2 separate regions of the Sus scrofa genome follow, and region 2 is linked to region 1. The links are chromatin contacts, called in public HiChIP or PLAC-seq maps. All regions are on one chromosome and are shown on one strand. Each heading gives the region's core, a stretch centred on a gene start, on an enhancer-like site or on the middle of the called end of the contact. The rest is flanking DNA. Distances are from core to core; before and after follow the strand shown.

What was found. HiChIP or PLAC-seq counts read pairs in DNA pulled down with a chosen protein or histone mark.
Region 2: a contact with region 1 is called in an H3K27ac HiChIP or PLAC-seq map of alveolar macrophages. The contact joins the promoter of FERMT3 here to the promoter of RASGRP2 in region 1. A contact is called at or near these places in 1 of 5 promoter capture datasets (fetal skeletal muscle), 1 of 47 Hi-C or Micro-C datasets (embryonic fibroblasts) and 1 of 2 datasets of contacts at active chromatin or transcription factors (alveolar macrophages).

What each region holds. Positions count from the first base shown.
Region 1 is chr2:7,423,239-7,427,281 of Sscrofa11.1, forward strand. RASGRP2 (RAS guanyl releasing protein 2) reads left to right here and starts at 1,567. Exons shown (of 17, transcript NM_001244158.1): 1 at 1,567-1,683; 2 at 2,331-2,433; 3 at 2,941-3,003; 4 at 3,322-3,453. The coding sequence starts at 1,611.
Region 2 is chr2:7,907,510-7,911,225 of Sscrofa11.1, forward strand. FERMT3 (fermitin family homolog 3) reads right to left here and starts at 2,383. Exons shown (of 15, transcript XM_003122594.4): 1 at 1,980-2,383; 2 at 1,291-1,463. The coding sequence starts at 1,450.

The DNA of each region.
Region 1 (4,043 bases), core at 317-2,816:
AGCGAGGAAGCGGCAGAACCAGGCGGCGATGTCTCTGGGTGGCTCCTAGGAAAAGTCTACCAGAGAACTCCATAGAGGAGCCCCTGGCTTCCCACCCCAGGCCTGGGGGAGTATGTGTAGGGGCGGGGTACCTTCGGTGAGGCACGGCTCTGCCAGCGTCCAGGGGTGAGGACTGTCAGGGAGCTGGGACCGCAGGGCTGGTCCTATACTGCAGATGAAGGGGGCGGGGGCGAAATGGGCGTGTGTGTGCACCCACGGGGTGTGTTCATGTGTGGGAGAGTGTACATGCGTGTAGGTGCACGGTCTTGCGTGTGTGCACACGTGTGTGGATGTCAGTGCTGTCGTGGCTGCAGAGCTCCAGGCTGGCCTGGCTCTAGTGAACAGCAGGTCCGGAAGCCGGCCCCTTCAGCGGGTTTGCATTTTGGGGTTGAGAGCTCGGTATGTGTGCGGGGGTTCCTTCGTGCAGGTGTGCGCGGTTTGAGGGCCATTGTGTGTGTGAGAGAGGATGGGAGGAAATTGTCAGAGGCCGGGCTGTTTGTGAACCTCAGAACTCTGGCACCCCAGTGGGGGGTTCCTGGCCTTGGGTATATGGAATGGGTGTCTGCTCTTGCACGGGTGCGTCTGACTCTGCCAGTGACTGGAGTTGCCGGTGGAGTCTCTCCACCAGGCACACTTCACCCCCCACGGCACTAGCGCCCCCTTCTGGCCACCCTACTCTGCGTGCCCGAGTGTGGACGGCCTGTGTGTGCATTCAGTTCGACTGTGCAGTATGGGAGCCTGGGTCAGGAGTCGGGGCTGAGGATGAAGATGGCCTGCGGAAGGGCTGAGCCGGGATCCTTGGGGCCGTCACGGAGGAGGTGGCTTGGGAGCGCGCGGTTCCCAGGCTCAGGCTTCCCGCTGACGCCTCTGAGCCGCAGCGGGCTCCCCCCCCCACGCCCCCCCTCCCAGGAATGTTCCTTTCCACTCCAGCCCCCCTCCTAAGGGCAGGCCCCTGGGGGCTGCCACAGCCCCGCCTCCCCTTCCTGGGAGCCCGAGAGGGGGCGACGCGGGCAGGACGCCTGGGTTCCTCCCCCCTCTCATCCCAGGGAGAAATTCCTCCGAGGTCCCCTCAGGCTCTGGGTTCCCAAAATAACCCTGCGGGGGAAGGGAAGCTGTGGAGGGAGGGAAGCGGGAGGGGCGCAGAACCGGGCTGCGGGGTGCTGCAGGTGCCTCTGGGGAGAGGACTTGAGGACGAGAGGGCCTACGGGGAGAGGGGGCTGCGACACCACCCAGCCCCCAGAGTCCTGACTCGTCTCCATCCCCGGGGAGTCCCTCAGTCCTCCCGCGACTCCAAGGGTGGGCCGGAAGCTTCTCGGCCGGTTTGTTTCCCAACTGGTGGGTTGCACCATCCCGGACCAGACCGTTTAACCCCGGGAGTGGCCGCGGCGGACGACTCCGCCCCTGCCCAGCAGGGGGCGTGCACGCCCCGCCCCGTTTCTGCCCACGGGGCCGCACGCCCGGCCCGCGCCTCCTCACACTCCCGCTCTGCCTGTCTCCGGACAGGGGTCCGGTCCGAGCCCCGTGGGAGGCTCCCGGAGCGCAAGTTGGCCCAGCCTACCCCGCCGGCGGCCATGGCGGGCACCCTAGACCTGGACAAGGGCTGCACCGTGGAGGAGCTGCTCCGTGGCTGCATCGAAGCTTTCGGTGAGTGGCACCGGAGGACACACCCAGCCTGAGCCCAGCCGGGAGCCTGAACCCGGGCTCCTGCCTCCCAGGGCAGACCTCTGTCCCGGACCCACCCAGTTCCTCGTGCCAAAGCCTCTAGGGAAAGTCTCCTCTTCATCACAGGGCAGAGAGATCCACATGCTGCAGAAAGATGAAATGTGTCCCTTCCTTATTATGCCAGGGTTGAAGGGAGGGACAGGGTCCCCAGACTCTGACACACAGAGGAACAGTATCTGTGTCCCTGGGGGATCCGGAGGAACTGGCTATCTCCGGCCTGGGAGCTGTTTCCGGCTGATGGGGGGCGGTTTATCTGGTGAGGGGGTGCCCCTTTCCCCCAGCACTCAGGAAATGACCTCTGGATTCTTGACCCCGGGGAACCCAGGCTTCTTCCGCCCCAGCTGGTTCCCCTCCGGACTGCGAGCCCCACTCTGACGCTTCTCTCCTTGGATCCTGCCTTATCCCTCTCCCAACTGACCTTGTCTTTATAATCTGCCTCCTGGTTTTGGAGCTTTGGGAAGGCGGGAGATGGCCAGGGCCAGATACCCGGCAGGCTGCGGGCTAGGGTTTAGGGACCACGGCTGCTGGACCAAGGGTCACCTCGCTTCTCTTTGACCCCTCGGAGTTAGATGACTCCGGGAAGGTGCGGGACCCGCAGCTGGTGCGTATGTTCCTCATGATGCACCCCTGGTACATCCCTTCCTCTCAGCTGGCGGCGAAACTGCTCCACATATATCCTTCGCCATCCACGCCAAGGGCCCTGCGGTCCGAGTCCATAAACTAGCTCCGCCCGCCCCGCTGCCCAGTGGGGGTAGAGGATGGGCTTGGGTCCTAGATCGTGGGCCCCTCCCACGTCCTGGGATTGGCCCAGGCTCCCTCGAGGGCATAGGCTCCACCCCTTCCCGCCCCTCAGGACTAAGGCCCCGCCCCCTGCCCCCCAACCTAGGCCTCGCCCTCCCCTTCCCTACAGCCTAGGACCTGTCCCTGCTCCCAGAACCCAGGTCCCGCTCTCAGCCTCTCCCAGAGCCTAGCCCCCTTTCCACCCATGTACCCTCACAAAGCTCGCCTCTGCCTTCAGCCTGTTTCTGGAGCTTGAGCCTCACCGGGCCCCAGACCTCACCCCCAGAGTTTCTCCCAGAATCAGTCGCTGCCCTCAGCCTCCCTCCAGAACCCGGGTCCCATCCCTGGCTCCCTTGCTAGGGTAAGGCCCCATCCTTGTTTTCCTTAACTCTCCTTCACCTACCAACAATCCCGGAAGGACAACTCCAGTTCGCTGCAGGTGAAAACGTGCCATCTGGTCAGGTGAGTCTTCCTCTTGGGTCTCTGTCCTCTCCTCCACTCTCTCAGGCTTCAGACTGGCCTGAACTAGCCCATTCTGGAAGTTGGACGTGTGGGTTCGAACGCTGGCCCTGTCCATGGTGGGTGGGCTGCCCCGGGCTTGCCCCTTCCCGGTCCTGGCCCGGGTCCTGTCTTCTGATCTGCCCGGGGGGGGGGGGCGGAAAGTAAAGAGCTGGGTGAGGGGAGCCCCATTTTGAGGCTCTTTCCCCCTTTTCGGGGAGCCACCGTCCCAAGGAATGGTGGGAGAAGGGCTTGCCTTGGGTGACTCTGAGCCTCCACCAGGTACTGGATCTCAGCATTCCCAGCGGAGTTTGATTTGAATCCTGAGCTCGCTGAGCAGATCAAGGAGCTGAAGGCTCTACTAGACCAGGAAGGGAACCGCCGTCACAGCAGCCTCATCGACATCGAGAGCGTGTGCGTGGCGGGAGCTCGGAGGGCGGGAAAGGGCATTCAGCATCCTCCAGCATCTGTGCTTCATGAGTGTTTGTGGAGTTGAATGGTGAGGGGCATGTCACTGATGCTTAAAAACCTTCTATGACTCCCTATTGCCTTCAAGACGCCTCGGCTGGGGATTAAGGCTTTCCATTGTCTCAGGCCAGCTTGGCGTTCCTGCCTCATCTTCTACAGCCCACCGCCCATCCCAGCCCCTCATTCTGCAGCTACGCGGGTGCACTTACCATTCCATAGCCCTTGCCTCCTCTCCCACCCTGGCATTCTGCTCCTGTCTCCTTGCCTCCTGCTCCGTGTTATCAAAACTCAGTTCAGGTGTGGCGTGTCTGTGGCGTCCTCCAGGGCAGGATCTGTCGTTCCCACCTCTGTTCCTCCTCCTTTGTTCAGACCCCGTGTAAAGCCACATTCGTGTGCCACGCTGTTTTGTGATTGTTTGTTTCTGTGTCTGTCTCCCTCGGTAGACTGTGAGCTCCTCGGGGCAGGAACCATGTCTTGCTCATCTCTGTACCCCCGGCGCCTGGCACAGTGCCTGGCACAGAGTACGTCCTCCATAA
Region 2 (3,716 bases), core at 1,133-3,632, 490 kb after region 1:
ACTCCAGGAGTCCCCCCCTGGCCTAGGGGCCCCAATTTGGACCTCAGCTCTGCCCCCAAACTGGCGGGGCTCCTCTTTGCTGCAGCTTCCTCTCAGGACGCATATTAAGCAGCCTCTCTTGGGAAGTCTCTCTGTCCTGGGCTAGCTGTGGCCCATCTTGGCTCCAGGCTCCCAGGATGGCTCCCCTTCTGCATCAGCTAATGCTCAGCCCTGTGCTGGCGGCTAAAGTGGGAGGCTCACCTGCCCCGTTGCGTTCCAGGCCAGCAGCTGGCACAGGCGGCTTGGCTGAGCCTCAGAGATGTCGGAGTGGGAGAAAAGGTATGGGGACAGTATCCCAGGCCAGGGGACAGGAACTGGAGGGACTTGACCCTGGGGGCCCAGCAGCAATGGAGAGTGGGGTCTGACCAGCTTTTTTGTTTAGGTCTCTTGCTTTGCCGTGGGCCATGCCCCAGGGCCAACCGGGTTTTCGTTCTCTCTGCCCTACGAGGCCAGGCCTGCTGAGTCTCCATCTGACGCCCAGCCTCCTGAGGGACCCGCCAGTCTCCACTTCTGCTTTCACGGCCTCCTTGGGCCTTGCCTTCTAGAAGCTCCCCACACCACCTCAGCCTCTGGCCGGGCTGCCCGGGGCCCCGTGCTGTCCACAAGCTGACCGACCTCCCTCCTGGGCTCTGCAGGGCACATCAGCTGGTCTGAGGAATCCACCTGTCCCCACGGGCAAGGGCCCTGGGACCCAGGCTGCCTGGGCCTATCGGTGGGTCTGCCTTCCGGCTCTGGCTATCGGAGTGGGCCTGCTGCCCTCCCAGGAAGGGGCCGCCCCCGCTCCCAGCAGAGAAAGGCGATGAGAAGCCCCCATCACCAGGCCTGCTCCCTTCCAGGCTGATACCACAGGCCGCTCTGCTGTAACTTCCTGTGGGGGCAGGGCCTTCCCACCCAGGCTGGGCCTGTCACCAGCCTGCTGAGGGCTTCCGCCTGAGGAGAGGGTGTGGGAGTGAGTCCCTGTCACCAAGAGCCCCCTCTGCTCTCCCCTCAGACCCCCAGAATGACCCCCAAGGCCAGGCCTCTCCTGCCCAGAAGTGGGTGAACGGGGGACTGGGGCTGCCCCTTGGGGTCTTAGCAAAGCCAGTTGGAGGGGAGGAAGGAAAGACAGCGGGAGGGAGCGGAAGTTAAGTTGGGGAAATATCTTTTTTGGAACCAAATGATTAAGCTGCTGCCTGAGTCACTGCGACTCTGTTATCGAGAGCTGCGCAGCAGGGCCGGCCCGGAAGTGCCAGGGGACCCGTGGGCACTCACTGATCTCCTCCACAATCTTCAGGAGCACCCCACCGATGTGCGACTCCCCTGTGACCCGGAGGGTGACCGACTCGGCCTCGGGGTCCTCTTCTCCGACGAACACCCGCAGCTCCCAGGACGAGTCGATGTAGTCCCCCGTGGCTGTCTGCATGCCCGCCATGGCTGCGGTGGCTCTGCGGGAGGGTGGGCAGGACGCTGGGTGGGCAACCGGGGCCTGGCAGGTCGCCCGTGGTTCCCCGGGGCAAGCGGGAGGGAGAGAGTGAGCCCTCGGGCCAGAACGCCCCAACGGCAGCAAGACACGGGCCGAGTCGTTCCAGGCAGAGCGGAGATGGTTGAGCTGGAGGGACCCTCGGCGACCACGTCACCCAGCCCTCTCCCTTCGTACCAGACGGAAGATGAGGGCGGGTAAGAGAGGAAGGGGCTCCCTCAAGATGACTCAGCTCCATGCCCGTAGCCCGGCCCCAAGCCCACACTGGCAGCTGCCCACCCTGGAAATGGTTGTAAACCCAGGTCAGAAAATAGTCCGGATCAGGCCCAAAGCTCAGCTCCATCACCCCAAACCAGCCGGAGCCTCTCTAGGGCAGTGGGAAGTCCAGGCTGCCACATGGAGAGAGGCACGCTGGGCAGAGGGGCACCGGGAGGCCGGGGAAGACAAGGGTCTTTGGGCCTCCGGCCTCCCACCCACTTACCTTGTCTGCAAGGGGGTGGGGTTGCTGGTGGGGGGTCAGGGTGTGAGCCACTCCTGGCCTCAGCCCGCACACCTGCAGGCCACTGCTCGCTTCTTTCCCCTCCGCTTTCTCTCTGGAGCTTTCTTCAGAGGGCAGCCCTTGCGTCTTATCATGAACAGGGCGGGCTCAGCCCCTCCCCAGGGCGGGCTGGAGCTGGGTGCAGGAAGCAACTGCCAGTAGGGAGGTGGAGGTGGCGGTGGCGGTGAGGGTTCCACTGGGGCCCTGCCTTTGCTCCCAGTGAGCACAGGAAGCAAGTGGGGCTTGGGGACCCAAGACCACGCCAAGAGTCCCTTCCTTTGGAGGAAAGCTCAATTCAAATCAGAGAAGTTACCAAATCATGTTCCCCTAGAGAAAGCCATCTCTCATCTCCAACCTGTCATGAGGTGGGGGGGTCTCTGGGCTGTACGCATCACTCTGCTGCCAAGAGGGGGAGCTGTGGGTGGGATCCGGGTTGCTTGGGAACTTGGCAGGTCAAGTCAGCTCAAGCCTAGGAGGCCCTTTATCACCACAAAGCAGATCCGTGAAAGCCCCCCAACCCCGAGGGAAATACCCGCTTTGTCTTTTCTGCCCAAGCAGGGACTTCTACCTCCAAACCTGTCAGCCAGAGAGCTGCCCACGGGAGTGGCTGAACAGAAATTAGCCCTGATGTCTCCCAACCTGCCTGCCCCGCACCTTCAGGTCTTAAGGCTCCAGACTTGTTTCCGCCACTGTGGCACCACCTGCTCGTGCTTCCCTAGGCCAGGGCCCACGAGGCTCACTCCTGTTAAGTCCATACACACACGGGACTTGGAGACTCCTGGCAGCCCATCATCTTCCTGCCTATCACCCACACGGGTACCTGAGCTTTGGGAGCAAGGCCTTATATTCACCAGCAGCTCCCAAGCAGAAATTCTTTGTTTTTTGTCCTTTTAGGGCCTCAACCTCAGCACATGGAGGTTCCCAGGCTAGGGGTTGAATTGGAGCTACAACTGCCAGCCTATGCCATGGCCACAGCAATGCCAGATCCGGGACGAGTCTGCGACCTACACCACAGCTCATGGCAAGACCGGATCCTTAACCCACTGAGCAAGGCCAGGGATCAAACCCACAACCTCATGGTTCCTAGTCAGATTCGTTTTCGCTGTGCCACAATGGGAACTCCCCAAGCAGAAATCCAACTTTCTAGATGATCAGTTTGGGGATGGAACAGAGCCTGAAGAGACAGTAGCAACAAAGGTAGAGGAATCCCTGTGGAGGTGGCTTTTGAACTATGCCACCCAAATGAGTGAGGCGGCCTGCTGGGGATTCCCAAGGGGCCAGTTTATGCAAAGTCAAGGCTGCAGGAAGTGCAGCCAGCTGCTGGCCTCAGCTGCTTCCTAACCAACAAGCTGCACTCATGGAGCAAATGAGGAAGTTTTATTCCAGCCCCAGAAGAAACCCCAGGCCAAGGTTTTAGAAAGTTTGTTGCAACCATGATAAAGTGCTCAGGCTCAGTCCAGGGCAGGGAGTTAAGAAGTAAAACTTAACAAGCAGCAGCTGACAGACTTCAGCTCTCCAAAAGGGAGGTCTGAAGCATCTCTTGCAATGGAAATTGGTTTTGTTTCACGGGTGAGATCCAGCATCCTTTGGGTCTAACTGGTTTGTGGATTTGAGATTAGAATGTGGAGAACTGGAAGTTCATCTGAACCTCAGGAGCTGGGCCTCTCTGGGCTGGAGCCT